Regions from separate parts of the Danio rerio genome. Here region 2 is linked to region 1. Evidence: chromatin contacts called from public Micro-C data. All regions are on one chromosome and are shown on one strand. Each heading gives the region's core, a stretch centred on a gene start, on an enhancer-like site or on the middle of the called end of the contact. The rest is flanking DNA. Distances are from core to core; before and after follow the strand shown. Region 1 holds the start of arhgap17b (Rho GTPase activating protein 17b). Region 2 overlaps arhgap17b (Rho GTPase activating protein 17b).

Region 1 (4,767 bases), core at 996-3,495:
AAATTAGATTCAAATCTATTTAAGGCCTATTCGAATTGTGTAGGCCTATACAAAAATATTATTTATCTAAATATATAAAATGAGTTTTAAATGTTCAGTAATTAGACATGAATAATTTATATTTAGCTAAATTAATAGAAAGATTATACAATTAAATTCAAGCAAAATATTGCAAAAAAAATGTACAACTTACAAATTTTTATTTTTTTTATTTTTTGCTTCTCTTGATTTTTCCTCTTTTTAAATTTGTATTTAATATTTTTCTATAACATAGATGTGGGTGTACTAGGTTTTTTTTACCATTATCGTAGGTTATTTTGTTAGATAAACTCCAGATTTGACTTCAGTACTGACTAATCTCATGTTTGTGCACAAATATAATATTGTATAGCTGTCTATTAGAAAAATGAATTTAAAAGAGAGATTTGTGAGGGGTGTACTCATATATGCTGAGCACTGTGTACATATTCTAACCCCTTTACTCTTTAATATTACTTAACTTTTTGAGTTAAAACTTGAAAATGATAAGTCTTTGTCAAGAAAGATTCAAGTTTAGACAAAAATATTGTTCTTTAAGCACTTTAAATAGCTTATGTCCAAATAATAATATTTTATACTAATAGTATGTCATATATTGGTAAAATAGTGGTCAATTGCACATTTTAAAATAAAAAAAAGCATAAAATTCTGAAAGGCTTATTAAACTCCATGAAATAACCCGTGATCATTTTCAATGTTATTATAATATCATAAATAATATTATATATATATTTGCTACCTTTTGATTTCTTTCATGTTTGCCCTGCATTTATTCTAAATATCCTAACAATAAACTAGTGTTATAGACTAAAAGTTCAAACATATTATATATAATCTTACAATTAAAGTCAGAAATATTAGCTCCCCTTTCATTTTTTTTTCAAATGTTTCCAAAATGATGTTTAACAGAGCAATGACATTTTCACAGTATGTCTGATAATATTTTTTCTTCAGGAGAAAGTCTTATTTGTTTTATTTCAGCTAGAATAAAGGCAGCTTTTCATTTTTCAAAAAACATTTTAAGCTTAAAATGATTAGCCCCTTTAGGCATTTTTTTCAATACTCCACAGAACAAACCATCATTATACAATAACTTGCCTAATAACCCTAACCCAGTTAACCTAATTAACATAGTTAAGCCTTTAAATGTCACTTTAAACTGTATAAAAGTGTCTTAAAAATATCAATCAAATATTATTTACTGTCATCATGGCAAAGATAAAATAAGTCAGTTGTTAGAAATGAGTTATTATTATGTTTAGAAATGTGTTGAAGAAATCTTCTTTCCGGTTAACAGAAATTAGGGAAAAAATAAACGGGGCTAATAATTTAAGGGGACTAATAATTATGACTTCAACTGTATATTTAGGAAACTTTCAAGTAGGCATGCCTAACACCTCATTGTGTAAAGTAAAATAGTTTTTTTTTCGTAATAATGCAAAATAAATAAAATAGATGTGTAATGAATAACATCCAGATAATTTAGCATTCAATACATTTCTTTACCCTGTTCTAATTTAATATTATTTATAACATTGCTTAATATTTTCTTAATGTAAAAAAACAAACAAACGTCCTAATTCTGCTGAAATATCTGGTTCACTCTTTCAGTGATGTGTTGCAGCTGGAAGGGCATCAGCTGTGTAAAACCTATGCTGGATAAGTTGGCGGTTCATTCTGCTGTGGCGACCCCTGATTATTATCGGGACTAAACCGAAAAGAAAATGAATGAATGAATGAGTCTCTGGTTTAGAAAGGGTATTGTGCCATGGTTAATTCACGTAATATACAGTAGTCAACATTCAAAGTGAATCAAAAATATTGTTAAAAATTTCCCCAGGACAAGAATGGGTGTTGTTCGATAGTTGTAGGTCAACTTTAAAGAAAAGTTATGATGATTGATTCACTTCAAATGTTAAGTACTGTTGTGTAAAAACTTCTAGCTTTAAAATTAGCCATCCCTCGTTTTTGGACTCTGTACGGAAGATGGCGCTATTACAAAGACAAATACAGAGTACGAGCTCACTATGAATGAATTTAAAGGTTATTTGCATTTCTAATACAAAGCAGGCTTATAAATCCCAACCAACACCATACATAACCCACACAAAGAGCAACAACTAAATAATGTGAAGCAGAGTGTTAAACGCATGCTAAAGGTCTAATCAGACTAGTTCAGTCAAGGTGTCATGTGTCACAACCCACAGAGCTCCACAATAGGGAAGTGAACGGCACTTCCTATTTCCTCGCAGTTACTGCTGTCCACTGACTAAAGCAGAAAACGAGAGGAGATGAGAAACGAAAGGGACGCGCGGTTTATAAATGGATTTGAGCAGTAAATGACACAAACTCTCGGCTTCGGATCCTTGTCGCGCGCGCGGAATGGGAGCGTCCGTCGGCTCCAAATAAAACAGCGACTTCTCAAAGTTTTGCGTATTGGCGGATGAAGAGGATTCATGATGAAGAAACAGTTCAACCGCATGAAACAGCTGGCCAACCAGACTGTTGGCAGGTTAGTGTGGTCTCTTTTTAAGTGTTTGTAGTCTGAAAAGTGTAAAAATGTACGCCGTACAGTTGGGAGTGTCGTCATGTGTGCGCGCGCGCACAGGATTGCACTGATAAAGTGGAGTTCACAGAGCAGCAGGAAAGGTGTGATGTGGTCAGAGTTATAAATATGCTTATGATATATTCTTCTCACCCTTTCTTTTCCACTGAAGAAACCACTTTGTGTGTCAGTTTGTCTCATATGTAACCGACTGACAGAATGAGGCTTTTTCCAGTCCTCTCATGTCTGTCAGGATAAAACATCTAGAGATTGTTTACCTGAAATAAAAATTAAATGCAAGCATATGCAACCAATTGTATTCTTTAGAATTGGTCCCATTGAAAAGGTAACATCTTGGTAAATGGTAGCATATATATGATATGAACTGTATGGCTTAATAAACCACATTGAATGTTGGATAAACATCTGTAAAGTTAGAAGTTTTGATTGACATTAGCCTAATATAGCTAACTAGTTATTCGCAACATGATATATTAATTTGAGACAAACAGCTAGCCTATTTACCTGAAATAAAAATGAAATACAAGCATATGCAAGCAATTTAGTTCTTTAGGATAAACACCTTGAAATGATAACATCTTATTTTCAAGGTAAATAAACACAACACACACTGTAGCCTGTATGAAATTAAGTGCCGTCTGACTGGCCGTTTTGTCAGCCTCCTTTGTGTATGTTGAAGTATTTCTCTTTAAAGACCAAGAAAATAACTTAATGTTTGCCATAAAACTGATATTACAGAACACTCACATGAGAGCCTGATAGAAATGCTTATTTTAGAGGACAATTGTAGATTGTAGAGGCATTTAGAGGTTTTTGCATCTAAACTCTTCAACTGTATGGCTAAATGAAACACATATTGACTGTTGGATAAACATCTGTAGCAGTTTTTGATTGACATTAGGCTGATATTGTTAACTTATTAGCAACATGGTAAATTAATTTAAGACAAACAGCTAGCCTATTTACCTGAAATGAAAATGAAATACGAAACCAATTTTATTCTTAAGGCTAAACCTCTTGAAATGATAACATCTTATTTTCAAGTAAATATACAAAACACACACTGTAGCCTAATATATAAACTTAACTGAACTGTATGGCTAAATGAACCACATATCGACTGTTGGATAAACATCTTTAGCAGTTTCTGATTGACATTTGGTTAATATAGCAAACTGGTTAATAGCAACATTCATTTAAGACCAATAGCTAGTCTATTTATCTCAAATAAAAAATTAAATACAAGCATATGTAACCAATTTAATTCTTTAGGATAAACTCCTTAAAATGATAACATCTTATTTTTCAGTTAAATAAACATAACACACACTGTAGCTTGTATGATATGATCTGTATGGCTAAATGAACCACATATTGACTGTTGGATAAACATCTGTAGCAGTTTTTGATTGACATTATTATAGCTAACTGGTTATTAGCAGCATGATAAATTATTTTGAGACAAACAGCTAACCTGTTATGGAAACTTAACATCAGTCAGTTTTGTTCCGATGATAATTATATTTATGGTTTGGATAATGTATTTAAACCTTTATCTTAGTTTTTAGTCTTGGAATTGGCAGTTTTAGATTAATGGAATGGTTCAAGCAAAAACATTTAATCTACTAACTATTTTCTTTCCCTCAAGAGGTTTCAAACTGGTTTGAGTTTCTATACTATGGTGGTCAATTATAGAGTCAGATCAGTCTAAAAAAATAATACATTTCCAAAATAAAAATCATGCATGCACAGCACAATTCACATTTACAAAATACAATTTGTAAATACAAATAAATACAACGCACAATCTGTGAATTTACAGGTAAACATCATGACCATTTTCGACATATGAATAGGATTTGTGTATTTTTAAATCGTATTTTGAATTGACGTAAAGGATTTGTGTTTTTGTTTTCAAATGTTTTGAAGTTACAAATTGGATTTGTGTATTTATGAATCGTGTTGTAAATTTACAAATTGGATTTGTGTATTTTTAAATTGTGTTTTGAATTGAGGAATTGGATTTGTGTATTTTTAAATTGTGTTTTGAATTGAGGAATTGGATTTGTGTATTTTTAAATTGTTTTGAATTGACAAATTAGATTTGTGTTTTTGTTTTCAAATGTTTTGAAGTTACAAGTCGGATTTGTGTATTTATGAAT
Region 2 (4,767 bases), core at 1,320-3,819, 53 kb after region 1:
CCTTTGAAAAAGAGTAGGGGTTTAACCCCGGCAACCTGCCCAATATATATCATGGCCTCCTAAACATCCCCATATCATTATTGGCTTTATCACACCGTCTCCTTCCCACCAATCAGCTGGTGTGCGGTCTGGTGCAGTATTGCTGCTGTTGCGTCATCCAGGTGGATGCTGCACACTGGTGGTGGATGAGGAGATTCCCCCCAATATGTAAAGCGATTTAAATGCCCAGAAAAGCGCTTTATAAATGTAAGGAATTATTATTATTATTATTGTCTTGAAAGTGTAAAGTTCACTCTTTATTTAGAGAAATCTTAATTTATTTTTTAAATCTTTTTATTGGTCTGTTGTTTGACAACTATTTAAATATTGACAGAGGTAAACAGTAATACATTGTCCATTGATATTCCCATCCCCAATCCCTCGTTCATTAACTCAATTAACAAAACAAGAATTATAATGATATAAATACATAAATAATATTGTTTACTTTAATGGTTAACCTGTAGTCAATAGTTTTTAAATGTGCTTTACATTTTAATTAACATTTACTTTATATTTCTACATTGTTAGGCCCTAAAGATTTAGTAAGTGAATTCTATAAAAGTTCTTTACATTTGGTCAGTATATATATATATATATATATATATATATATATATATATATATATATATATATATATATACTGTATAACCCAATAATTGATTGAGTTGACAGAAATGGTACTACATCGAATGAGATTACTTGTGATATTTTTGTCATGTCGCCCAGCTCTACTTGTTAACAGTTGGATATATGTTTTTTGCTGTCGTTGTTGTTGCTCTTCTAGAAGTCTTGCTGAGATGGCAGCTACTACCTCTGTCCATGTGGTGTCTATAATTGAACTGATAATCAACCATGCAGGCTGGTTCTTTCCAGGAGGTAAAGTTACAGTAGACTGTCATTGTTCAAAACCCATTAAGCGTTCTCTTTGTTTTTGTCTAGATAGGCTGCCACCTTAAAAATCAACACATCTTGAGAAATGCTTTAGGAGATTCAGTAATTATCACGGTTATATCTGATATATCCTGCTTGTAATTTCTGCCCTATCAAGCTTGGAAATTTTAAAACAGGATTTTCCAGCTGCCTACTAGGAAAAGTGACACTTGATGCTAATTTTTTTACTCACAAACATTTTACTCATAACATAATTATTATTTCATTATTATGATTATTTAGCAGGAACAATGCAGTATAGCATTGCTACAGTTTCAAGCAGCTGACGTGCCACATATGAGCTTAAAAAAAATAGAAGTAGTGGAAATACAGTAAATGACATAATTTGAGAAATTTGACATCATTTCCTTTCACAACTTTAGATTTTGTGCTGAAAACAAATCTTTATTGACAGCTAAGTTTAGAAAGTGATCTTAACTCTGAACTTATATTTTATCAGTCCCAAGTCTGAAATTCCTCTGCTTTTTGGCTTTTTAGATGTGGACTTCAACGTGTCCGGTGTGTTTGCCATGCCTGGGTGCCCCGGAACACCTGATGTAGAGTATGGGACCATCGAGAGGAGGCGCCCAGGCAGCCAGGGCTCGCTTGATTCTGACACGGCCCGCAAAGACAGGTACAGGTCTCATCCCCGCGTTCACAAACATGACTCCAACTCCACAGTAGTGTCCGCTTCCTATGTAGTGGCCAGTGAGTCGGTCACAGTCAAAGCAGACAGTCTGAGTCCACAGCTGGGGGCTGTTTAGACCTACATTCATTACAGTTATTTGTGTTTTTGCTTCATTTTCCTTTTGCTTTCTGTTTTGTCAACCGTTGCTTATTGTATGCTTTCTGAAATAAATAAACTTTATATACAGTAGCTATGTATAAATGCGTTATTGATATATATAATGATTATGAGTTAGACAAGAAAAAAGCACTAATGCAGCACTGATGTTGCAATGAAGTAACTAAAATGAATACAGTGAAGCATTTGGCAGACATTTGACTAAAAACCACATTAAAAATTACCTTTTTTTTTATCAGTCATTGTTTTTCCTTGAACATTTTTTTGGCTTTACTTGTGCTTATGCGCTGCTGTTTCAGCTATAGGAAGGCTAAGAACAGATTGGAAAATAGCATGTTGAGAGGGTAATTCTGAAATTGTGATGGTGGTTTTTTGACACAGCGAGTGTGAAAGCAGGAAGCAGCGAGTCGCTCTTCTGAGTTTGGTATGTTTAGAATGAGTCAGACAGCTCCTGCCCCGCAGGCGATCATACCGAACATTCAGAGCTTGAAAAGGGGAACACTTTGGGCCTCAGGTGGAGGACAAAATCCACTGAAAGTCACTGGCAAATGCAGTCATTTTCTGTGAGATTTGACTGCTTCATTGTTTACCTGAAAATGAAACTTTGCTGTCATTCAACTGTTTAAGATGTAGGTGACCTTTTCTTTCTTCAGGAGAACATTAAAAAAATGTAGCTGAAACTGGGGTCCTTGGTGTTTCATAAAATTCAAGTCGACAGCTAACTGCATTTCTAGTGTAAAAACACTCACACAGGCGAAACTACATGAATTCTTGTACTGCAAACTGCAGTGGTTGTAGTGTGTGGTCAGGTGGTGGTCTTGTCCCCCTTTTCCTCCGTCACTGTAGAGACTAACCCTACTAGGTGTGTTTCCATTACAAATTCACACAAAACTTTTGCAATGTTTTGTAGATGTATTATTGCAAAATGACATTGTGTCTATTAATGGAGTAAATTGCGAATTAAACTCGTCCTCTCACAATAAGTAATTGCAAAAATCATGGTGACATATAGGTCGTATAAGCAGTTAGACGTGTGTCAGACAAACCTTAAGTCAGGATATGCCCCTTATACAGTACATTGCATAAAAATCTTCTGAACAGATTTTTTTGTGTGCACCATCATCGGTTTCTGTAAATATCTAAAATCATATTGAAATCATAATCATGTGACATAATTTATGCCATGTGACATTTCCATTGCAGTTTTGCTAAATATGAATTTTCCAATTTGCCTGAAAAATACTTGTTTGCAGCATACAAAATACAGACTTTTTTCAAAACTGAGGCGTTTTCATTAGGAATATTTGCAATTTCAATTCTACATAGTCACAACTTTAAGGAATGTTCATGTTTTTTATGTATATCATAGGGGGATTTTTGCAAAATTGATGCATGTGATTTTCGTTTTTTCAATAATTTCAATTCGCAATTTTAAGTCTACAAATACAAGCATAGATCCATATCTATAACAAATGCTCATGTGACCTTTACATGCATCAAGGGACCTGTAAATGCACACAAAATTAAATAAAAATATATTCCATTAGAGTTTTCAAATTCCTTCAAAAACCTCCTCATGCAAGTGTTAAAACGTTTATGTTTATTTATTTATTTTTCACCAAATCGATGCGTTTCCAATTACGCAAATTTTTAATTCGCAGTTTCAACTCTACATTTAAGTGTATAGCCGTATGTTTACAGAATGATCATGTGACTTTTACATACATCAAGAGACCTGTAAATGCAAAGCAAACTAAATACTGAATTGGAGTTTTCAGATTCCCCCCAAAAACCTCCAAATGTGAGTGTTAAAGCTTTATTGGGTGTTTTTGCTTGATAGATGTTACACATAGCCATACGTTTACAGAATAAGCATGTGTTATACATATACCAAGTGACCTTTTAAATGCAAAAAAAATATATATAAATAAATAAATTCCATTCCAAATTACCCCAAAATTCTCCTCATGCGAGAAAACTTAAAGAATGGTCATGTGACTTTTTCAATTCAATTAATCTTTATTTCTATAGCGCTTTTACAATGTAGATCGTGTCAAAGCAGCTTTACATAGAAGATTATAGTAAATTGTCAGTACAGTGTCAGTCCAGACACTTATACATACTGTATGTAAGACCATGGCCTTTAGTGTCTGTCGCTAGAGCAACTTTAAAGGTCAGAGGAGTGAGGTTTACCTGCACAGCACTTCGCTAGCTGGCCTCCGTTACACAAACACTAAGTGACCTGTAAATGCGAAAAACATTTCTTATGCCATTTTTAAATAGCCTGAAAAGCCACCTGATGCGAGCATAAAAGCTTTGTGTGTGTTATTGTAAAGTTGATGGATCCGTATTTTCAATTTGCAATGTCAATTGGAAGGGTATTGGAAACACGCTGACTGTCAGTCTGTGGTGTGAGTGTTTCATGCTGTCTCCCCTCTTCCCTGTAGCCCTGCTAACAAACAGCCGGAATTCGCCCCTCGTAGAACTGGCACAATAACTAAAAAGCAGCACTCCACGCCAAACTTCCAGCCCCCTCTCCCTCCCATTGAGGCCGGGGGGGGTTCGGCGTTTGAGTCGTGCCCTCAGTTGCCCGCTGCCGGTCTGGAGGCACTTCAGACCCAGCAGACATTAGTTCAGCAGAGCCCTGCCTCAGACAACAGGTAAGGATTGGTGCAACCGTCAAAATCCTTTTTCTTCACCACGCCAGCTGCTGCCAGATGCCAGGAGCCGCCGCTGCTCAAATCTGTGCGCACATCAGCCTGTGCCACTCTCTTGATTAGTGCTTCAAAAACGCTGCTTGAAAATCAGTGGGTGCATTTTTAGTGAAAGGTATTAATCTACTGCAGATGTCTTTCATTGAGTTTTTTTTTGTGCAGTTCTCAACTTTGTTTTACTTCAAAGTATTTTAAGAATAAGCACCACAATTTTGTACATGATTTAAAAGAAATTCAGTATCTTATTTATAATTGCATTTCTATATGAAATGTACA

Evidence for each region. Hi-C and Micro-C count contacts between places; a contact is called where the count stands out from the background.
Region 2: a contact with region 1 is called in a Micro-C map of caudal fin, with 4 times the contacts expected there. The contact joins the enhancer-like site here to the promoter of arhgap17b in region 1. A contact is called at or near these places in 2 of 18 Hi-C or Micro-C datasets (caudal fin and an unstated tissue).

The regions. Positions count from the first base shown.
Region 1 is chr3:17,359,380-17,364,146 of GRCz12tu, forward strand. It overlaps arhgap17b (Rho GTPase activating protein 17b), which reads left to right and starts at 2,246. Exons shown (of 20, transcript NM_001329867.1): 1 at 2,246-2,551. The coding sequence starts at 2,496.
Region 2 is chr3:17,412,237-17,417,003 of GRCz12tu, forward strand. It overlaps arhgap17b (Rho GTPase activating protein 17b), which reads left to right. Exons shown (of 20, transcript NM_001329867.1): 15 at 827-918; 16 at 1,471-1,606. Among named protein-coding and RNA genes, the nearest start is that of slc5a11, 43 kb to the right of the region's middle. Within about 2 kb of position 2,570, at least 6 of the 62 cell types and tissues checked have an H3K27ac peak or open chromatin away from gene starts, as enhancers often do. A contact at or near this core is called in caudal fin, where this site is marked.